Regions from separate parts of the Macaca mulatta genome. Here region 1 is linked to region 2. The links are chromatin contacts, called in public Hi-C maps. All regions are on one chromosome and are shown on one strand. Each heading gives the region's core, a stretch centred on a gene start, on an enhancer-like site or on the middle of the called end of the contact. The rest is flanking DNA. Distances are from core to core; before and after follow the strand shown.

What was found. Hi-C and Micro-C count contacts between places; a contact is called where the count stands out from the background.
Region 1: a Hi-C map of liver shows a contact between it and region 2, with 4 times the contacts expected there. The contact joins the promoter of KLF6 here to the enhancer-like site in region 2. A contact is called at or near these places in 5 of 14 Hi-C or Micro-C datasets (CD4 T cells, blood, cortical neurons and 2 more).

The regions. Positions count from the first base shown.
Region 1 is chr9:5,339,972-5,344,542 of T2T-MMU8v2.0, forward strand. It overlaps KLF6 (KLF transcription factor 6), which reads right to left and starts at 2,352. Exons shown (of 4, transcript XM_015146365.3): 1 at 2,056-2,352. The coding sequence starts at 2,157. It overlaps LOC107000013 (a long non-coding RNA gene), which reads left to right and starts at 2,696. Exons shown (of 2, transcript XR_013397895.1): 1 at 2,696-4,571.
Region 2 is chr9:5,014,518-5,019,147 of T2T-MMU8v2.0, forward strand. No RefSeq gene overlaps it. Among named protein-coding and RNA genes, the nearest start is that of PITRM1, 310 kb to the left of the region's middle. Within about 2 kb of position 1,939, at least 3 of the 40 cell types and tissues checked have an H3K27ac peak or open chromatin away from gene starts, as enhancers often do. A contact at or near this core is called in liver, where this site is marked.

The DNA.
Region 1 (4,571 bases), core at 1,102-3,601, 330 kb after region 2:
AGTGCAGGCCCTTGCATGACACAGAACTTTAATTACTTCTACAGTGGTCAGAGAAAAACAAGGAACTTCAACAACAGGAGTGCAGAAATAATTCCAGCATGGCCATCTGCTATTGTGAAGGATGCAAGGGGAAATTACTCCACGGCCCTGCTGGGAGTCCCACAATGAACAAGAACTTTATCTACTGGCCAAGAGTACAACTGCATGAGTCATCACTCTGATTTCTTTCACGCAATGCCAAAGGAGACTTCCTTTTGAAATTCTGATCAGCAGCCCAATAAGGACCCAGTTCAAATGGACATGCAGTGTGGCATGGACAGCGCCCCTTCCCCAGCCCCGCAACCAACCTTTCAAGAAGCTACAACTGCCGAGATCAGCATCCCCTCTCCCCACCATTTCAAACTTTCTAGCCACTGGAAAAGAAAAATGGTAGGAAACATTTTAGGATTAAATTATGTCTGCCCTGATTTTCACGAGGATCAGTTGCCTGCATGTCCATATAAGGTTGTCTATACTACTGGCAATTCTACAAATTTCAGTTTCTACACCACTCTGCTCTGGTGAGCACATCATTTTTCCGGGCAGGGACTATACTGAGCACAGCCCACCCCGGGGGCTCAGGCTGACTTAGCAGTGTGCCTCTCTCCTGCCACAGGCAATCCCTCCCCCTCCCCAGGCTCGCACACAGCCAGTGTGAGCAAGCACACGGGAAAATCATGGTTTCCCCTTTCCCCCGAAACTAGGCGTCTGAGTTACAATGCACACTACAGCGTTCTGAAGAGGGGCAGCAGCGATATATCTAATTGATTTTCCAAAGAAAAAAGAAAAGCACATTTATGGAGATCTTGTTAAACTTTAATAATCCGGCTAATTTAAAATCTCCATTACGCTGATGAGCACCCGGGACCTGAACGAAGCTCTGGGAGAGTTTAAAAGCCTCCGAAGGCGACCAGGAGCCAGGTCTGGCCGTTTGCCCAAATCCCAAATGCCCGAAGGAAACTACTTAGATCAATTTCAATCACGTCCCAGGGAGCAGCTTCTTTGAGGAGAAAAAAAACAAGAGGGGGAGGGGGAAAAAGGCAGGAGAGGATTGTGAACAATTAAGCAGGCGTGTGAAGGTTGCAACACCCTGCATTTCATCCTCCTTAAAGCTTTCGAGGCTTGGAAACCCACAGCCTCTATTTGATCTGGCAATTCACTTTGTGACGAAAAACAAACAGCACAGCAGGGCAGGGAGACAACAGTAAACCCTCCTGCGATCGCTGGAGAGACAATGGGACGAGTGTCAGTCTCTCTCCCCTCGGGCGATGCTACCGATAAGCACAGGGACATGGTAAGTTTCTTAAAATTTCCAATGCCCCCAAATTCCAGTTCTACGACAACGTCGGAAACCGAGGTCCTTTTTCCCAAGCTAAGACTTGAAGCAGTTTGGACGGGCTCATTGTCACAAGACTGACAAGTCACTGGAGTGTACACAGTTTTGTTTATTTTTATTTTTCTTGGTCAACAAGAGAAGCACGTAAGACAAATAAGGCAGATCTAGGGGAAATGTTAGGCATTCCAAAGAGGGGAAAACACATTGGAAATGGTCTAGAGTTTTAAAAAACGAAAAAAATTAAAAATAAATGAGAGAGCTGGTCTACGTTCTGCTGGCAAAATGTGATATTTTAAAAAAAGCCGTTATGTACAAGCACCAAAAAGCAAAACAAAAACAAAATCTTAAAAAAAACAAAAAACAAAAAACAAAAACCTTGGCAGGCAGAGCAAGTTGGTCCCCATGACAAGCTCCAGCTGTGGCGCCTGGAGCAGGGACAGGCTCCGAACTCGTGCCAGGGGCTTGGCCGGGCTGCGCCGGGAGTTGGGGCTTCCCTGGGCGGACGCTGCTCGCGGGCTGAAGAATCGATCGGAGGGGGCGCTGCGCCCGATCCCCCGGTGACAGCGCGGGGCCCGGGCCCAGCGGACCGCAGGGAGCACCGGGTCTGAACCCCAAACAGCCGCCCCGGCCCGCGCCCCCTACCCCGGCGCCCGCAGGGAACCGCGGCCGGCTGCGTTTACCTGTTGCCAGTACTCCTCCAGAGACGGCAGCGCCGAGAAGTAGCCGGTCTCGTGCACGATCTGGAGCTCCTGGAAGATGCTGCACATGGGGAGCACGTCCATGTCGGGCCGGGTCGGACTGAGCCCGCGGTCGCGAGGGCGGCGAGGCGCGCGGTGGGAGCCGGAGCCGAAAGTCTCCCCGGAGCGCAGGTGAAAGTTTCATGCAAACTCCAGGCTCGCAGAGACGCCCGGCCGGACCCTCCCGCAGCCCGCAGCGCGCGGAGCCCACACAATATTTGCAAACACCGGACTGACTGCAAACGTAACCCCTGCAAAACTTCCCTATTCAAAGCTCCGCTGCCAGCCTCCCCCTCCGCCCCCGCCTGGCTCCCCCCACTCCCCCTCCCCCCACGTGACTCGCCCCGTGCCCGCCCCGCGCGCGGCCCAATCCCGTGGCTCCCGGCCCGGGGGCTGCGCGCCGATGATGTCAGCTCCGGCCAATCGCGGGCGGCGACACACAGCGGCCCCGCCTGGCGTGACCGAGACTCTCCATCACGGCCCGCACCATTGGTTCAATTCGAACTCTGCTCGTTCTGATTGGAGAGTGGCCTCGCAGGCTATTTTTAGCAGGGTATATAAGGCGCGGGCGGCGGCGCGCCGGAGGAGTCCGCGCTGTGAGGTGCGCGGCCGAGCGCTGTGCTGCACCTGCGGCCGGGGCTGAGGGATCCGGGGCTGGGAGAGCCCGGGCGGGCCGCGTCGCCCGTCCCCAGTCCCAGTCCCCCTTCCTTGCTGCCCGGTCCCGCCACCCCGCGCCCGTCCGGGTCACCAAGCCGGGCCCCGTCGCCGCGCGAGTCCCGGTTCCGGCAGCGCACCCCGCGGGCGGCCGCCCCGTCCTGCTTCTCTCGGCCGTCAGGTCCCGGGGCCGCCCCGTTCCCCCGTCCCCCTCTGTGCCCGAGGCCGCCCAGTCCCCAGCTGTTCCCTTCTACGCCCGGGGCCGCCCGGTCCCCAACTGTCCCCTTCTACGTCCGGAGCCGCCCGGTCCCCAACTGTCCCCTTCTACGCGTGGGGCCGCCCCGTCCCCTACTGTCCCCTTCTACGCCGCTCTGTTCCCCTACATCCCCCGGTCCCCCTCTCTTCTCTAACCTTGGGGTTCCCCTCTCTGTCCCCCTCCATCCCTGAGCCCCTCTCTGTCCCCATCGATTCCTACGTCCCTTCTCTCCCCTCTGTCCTCAGGTCCACCAGAGTGGGGGAGGGGAGCACGCAGGCTCCCCTTGGAATTGGGAGAAACGTGTTTATCTTGTAGAGGGCGATCTCAGCCCTCACCAAGGTTAACAGCTAGGTTTTCCCATGAATGTGTAAACAATTTAAATTAGGTGGAAGCCGACATTTAGTGTGTGTGTGTTTTTCCATATAAATTATCTCCGAAAATATACCGTCATGTTGATTTTTAAGAAAAATGTCGAGAACGCTAACCAGAGCATTTTAAAATCCAAAATGGGAAACTGAATTGTAACTGTATTATAGTTTTTGTTTCAAAATAAGAGTTTAACGGACACTAAACATTTTGAAAGAATGGACTAGGAAAAAAAAAAAAAGGGTTTTGTATGTTTAATTTTAGAGAGTCCGGCAGAAGCCTGTGGCTTAAGACTAGGTGGGGACCTTAGTGAGTCTGGAGTGGAGAAGGGTGGTTTGTCTTGTACCTGTGGTATGTGGGCTGTGAAGGTTGTGCAGAGTGAATTGACAGTGTTCTTGGCCAGTGTTCATCACATTTACCCCAGCAACCGAGAGCCAGGACCAGCCCTCCTTGGGGACCTGTACCTTAACTGTTTCTAGGAATGCAAATGGCTTTGTTTTGAACCATCTACAGATTTACCCAAGTGCCCACTGACCGGGCCCCAGTAACTGGCAGCCAAGAGCGTTTGGGCAGCCGTTGTGTTGGGGGCAGGGTTCGCTCAGTAATTAGCGCTTGTGACCTTGGCCCCACTAGTTCCAAAGTAAGCAGGAGTGTGGAGCAAGTCCCCCGCTGAGGGCCAGGCACCCTGGATCAGGGGGAGCCGGAGATGAAGGGGAAGGCTCTGTGTGGGCCAGAGAGGCCAGGATGGCTGCCTCTGCAAGGTGTGTGGGCGTCCTGGTGAGCGGGTGTCCCAGCTTATCTTTGGGACAATTATTAATTGTCAATGTTTTTTAATAAATCCACATTCGTATAAAATTTAAATTCATCCTTGTCTCTTAACATACCTTGTCCGGCAGTATGAAGATTATATCGTTTATTTTTACAAGAGGGAACCTGATTAGTCATAATGCAGATACAGTACAATAGGCATTGTCGTTTTCAGAAAAAAAAAAAAATTTAAAAACATGGTACGTATGAACACTAAATTTCAAATAGAATAGATCCCATGGCATCGTGCTGCACTCATTAACCATTTAACACATATTAGTCACACCCTATGACTGGCCAGGTATTGGTACACAGAAATTTACAAAACAGGCACAGGTAGGCTGCCAGGAGAGTGCTGATGTTTGAAAACAAAAGT
Region 2 (4,630 bases), core at 689-3,188:
GGGGAGGTTGACCAAGGTCGGGCCAGGGAGAGAGCCTTTTCAGTATTCAGGGTCTAGATTCCACAGTTGGATGGGCATTTTCATTGTTCAGACAGCATTATCTTTGTTTGCTAGTTTATTAAAAATAAAACATTTAACAAAACTCAAAATAATAATTTAAAAAGTTGGTAACCACTTGGTTTGTGTAGTATTTTATGTTTAGTGATGATCCTAAGTCTTAGCTTACAAATGTCCATGGCTAAGAAGAATTCCACTAAGGTGGAGATGCCAGTGCACCCACTGGGCACTCATTAATCAAGAAATATGTGCATAACTAACTAAATATGCTTTGCAATGCCATATATTGATACAAATAGGGGTTGGCAAACTTTATCTATAAAGAGCCAAAAAGTAAATCCTCCAAAGGCTGGGTGGTCTCCACGGTAACTGCTCAATGGTGCTGTGTAGACTGGAGCAGCCACTGAGACAAGAGCGCGTGGCTGTCTTCCCATAAAACATGACCAATTATGAATCTAAAGAGTCTATATGCTTGGGTGTGTAGGAGTCTTGTGTTTCTCTAGAAAACTGCGTGATCTAGAGCACACCCTTCAGCGTTATCAGAATTCAACCCTGTGCATGAATTTTGCATTCCTATGCAATTCTTTGTAAATTGTAGGCAACTTACAGAAGCAACAGGACAGATATGCAAATTCTGTACTTGCTGATAGTGGTTTCATTGACCTCTCCCTCCAGTTTCGTGCTTATTTGCAGCTGATCTCAATGTTCCTTTCCTGCATATATTTTATGTGTCGTTTTGATTTTTCCTTTGAATAGGTTATAACATCTATTTAATTCCCTCACATCCTACGAGTTAAATATATTCTTAAACACCTATTTATTTATATGTGTATGAGAATGATAATTTTACCTTTTTCTAAAAACTATTTTTTAACTGTGTATATCTGCGTGTGTTTAATGATCAGAAGTCATCTGTAGCTTTGGAACGAAGCCTTCCATTCAGATTAAATCAGTCTGGTATTTCGCAGGTGTGTGTAAGGCAGTTGTTCCTGTCCACAGTTTCGCAAGTGGACGGTGACAGCATTGTGTTTGCATAGCATTTTCAAAAGTGCTTTCCTAACCATAACCTCATGTGCTTCTTTCAACGCCTCTCTGGGCTTTGTTTGGACAAATGATTATCAAAATTTTATCGAGAAGGAAAGGGTGACACATAGAAACTTAAGTGGTTAGAGGAAGAAAAAAAAACAGGTTATAAAAGGATTTCTGCATCTTGTTGGAGAAAAAGCCTTATTGAAGATATTAAGCCTGGTAATCACTCACTCCCCTTCCTGTGTCTGAATTCTGACTGGGCAAGACAAACACTCTTCCCCACTTCTCTCTGAGAGCCTGGGATTAGCTCGGCTGCGCTGCCTTTTCCGGCGCAGCCTGAAGAGCACGTCACAGTTGAACTCTGGAGTTTACTTGGGTTGTTCTGTGTTTATGACAAGTATAGAACTCGTTCAAAAGTTACCAAAGCTGTACTTTTCTCATTCTCTGAGTCTCTCTCATCAGCAGGGTGAAGCTCTCATATTATCGTCTTTTAACTGTCAACCTGATGAGCATTTCTTAAACTGATCTCCTCTGGACACACGTTTTCCTGGCTGTGAGGACACAAGGCAACATGACTCTGACAAGCTGCAGCTCGGACCCGGCTCCTGTGGCAGCAAGAATGTGGCCACTGGCCCCAGAGTTTGGCTTAACATGGCTCTTCCTCTTCCTGAAAGTTATAGCAGGAAGCCGTTTTCCATGGTGCTTGTAAAACTGTAACTTCAGCATTACACAAACTTCAGGAATGAAAGCTCACCTGCGGGAACATGAGTTAATATAAACAGGGGTGCCTGGAACCACTGCTCACAGCTTACTCTCAGCAGCCTGCACGGGAGACAGGATAGGAACAGGGCGGCTCAGGCCCCAGCCACGGCACCGTCACAGAGCACGTGCCTCTTTCCTGTTTTCATGCATATGGCACATGCCAGAGGCAGCCTGGTCATTGAGTAGTCAGAGCTCCCCTCTGCTTTACACAACGTACGACACATCTGCACATTTTCTGGAATAATTATAGGGTGATTTTTCAGGGAACGTGGGTAGTGTTTCTATTTTCAACTTTAAGTTTCATGGAGGAAATTTTTAGAGTAAATGATGTGATGTATACGGCTATATTTCAGCTAAAATCTGTATTAAGTCGGTTTAAGATTTGAAGGAAGGAATAAGGAGATTATAGATTGGAGAATGATTTCTTAGGAAGTTTCTACAGAATCTAATCTTATCTCATTGACTGCTTGTACTTCTTTATTCAGAAACAACTAACAATATAGAGTTTTTCATCTTTTAGGAACCATTAGACTTTGTTCTTTTTTTTTTTTTTTTTTTTTGAGATGGAGTCTCATTCTGTCACCCAGGCTGGAATGCAGTGGCCTGATATCGGCTCCCTGCAAGCTCCGCCTCCTGGGTTCATGCCATTCTCCTGCCTCAGCCTCCCAAGTAGCTGGGACTACAGGCGCCCACCACCACGCTCGGCTAATTTTTTGTATTTTCAGTAGAGACAGGATTTCACTGTGTTAGCCGGGATGGTCTCAATCTCCTGACATTGTGATCCGCCCTCCTCGGCCTCCCAAAGTGCTGGGATTACAGGTGTGAGCCACCGCACCTGGCCTAGACTTTGTTCTTAAAAATGTAAAAACATCTATTTTTTTGCAGTTTTGCCTTTTGGCAATAAAAGTATCATTATATATAATATATCTTTAATACATATAATGCCATTAATAGATATAGACTGTACTAATGACTGTTAGAATATATAATATGTGTGTATATTATATATTCTATATTCTATAATATATAATATATAATATATAATATAATATATAATATATTATATTATATTATATATAATATGTGTGTATATTATATATTCTAACATTCAGTGTGTGTGTATATATATACACACATATTATATATTCTAACATTCAGTGTATGTGTATAAACATATACACACATTATATACTCTGATATTCATTAATAAAGTCTATATAGAGTGAAAATTGTGACATTTAGGTTCTTACTGGCTGAAGTCATTTTAAATATTCCATGTTAGTGTAACTTTTTGATTGTTCACAGACTATTCAGTGTCTGAAGTTGTTTTACTATCTTCAAGGGCAAAATGAAATTCTTTGTACACTTGTTGGGTTTTCTTTGTTTACCTTGAGGGCGAGCTGGTGAGGACTTAAAGGCAAGTTGAATGCGTCTGGTTTCAAATCCAATGAATGCAGCTCCCGGAGGCTGTGATTAAAAGGCGTTTGTGTGTTTTTTAGAAGCACATTGGAGATCTTTCACAAGCCCTTAAAGAAGTCAGGAATAAAACGTTGCAGCTTCCCAGGGAGAGAGCAACTCTGACCCTAAAAGTTAAAGTTACACCCCAGACGTGGAAAACAGGAAATTTCAGATGGTTTTTGGCAAAACACACAGCTCCACTCCTTCTCTTGGTGTGCTGAGTTTTCCCAAGTCTGTGTACTCCTTATAGTGCAGGGATTCTCCAAAGGCCAACATTTCAGTTCCAGAAAGAGCAAGAGCATCAACAGCAACAACCACAAAACAACTTTACCAAGAGCAAGCAAATTACAGCGTCTTGGGGGTTCCTCTGCAAATTCCACACCCATGCGGCGGGGCAGGACATCTGCCGGGCAGCTGGGGAATATCCTTCCCAGGGGTCGCGGGAGGCGCTGTTGTTCAGGAAAACAAGTTGTGTGTTTGTGAATGAGCGCACTTTGTGGTTCGTGTATTCAGGCAGGACAAACTACACCACGGGGTTGGGCAGGGCTGTGTGTGCTGGAAGTGTATGCTTCTTTGTTTTGTCAGCTTCCCGAGAGATCAGGGAGAGCACAGATATATCCCTTTTTCAGTTCAGAGGAAAACACCCAACGACAACCTCAACAAACACAACAACAACAGCGAGGACGAAGAGTGAGCCAGAAATTCCATCTGCATGAAGTGTGCTGGGAAAAGCCTGGCGAGAAATCCTGGTTGGTGAAAAACAGATTCGGTGCTTATTGTTTTGCTCTGTGAGTAAGTCACCAAAGAAATGTGGGCATGTGCCGTTGGAAAGAAAATAGACTTCCACAAAATGTATGAATCACTTTTGTTAATTGTCAAAGAAAATATGTATTAAGTGATTACTTAGCCCCCTGGAATTAAAACAAAATGAAAACAAACAAGCATCCTATGTCTCTCAATACTTTTAAAACTGAAGATGGCAAAATAATGCAAACCAAAGCCACCAGTGCATCTTGGCATGGTCAGCTGAGGAGGGCAAGTTTTCTGAAACCTTAAAAAGTATCTTGGTGTCATGAGCCTTAGAATTATTTGAAAGGCAGCCAACTCCCCTCTATCTTTCATTAAGCCTCAGAAAGGAATCCAGGGAGCTGGGGTTTGTGGAAGTTAGAATTTAACTGATGAGCCAGAGCTGCTTCTCCCCCGTGATAGGTCACCGTGAATCAGAGTATTTTGTGGTTGGCCTATTCAAACAGGCAAGCACTTGGTGGTTTGTCTTTTGTTTAATTTGTTACCAGATCCCACAAGATATTTTTCAACAGAATTT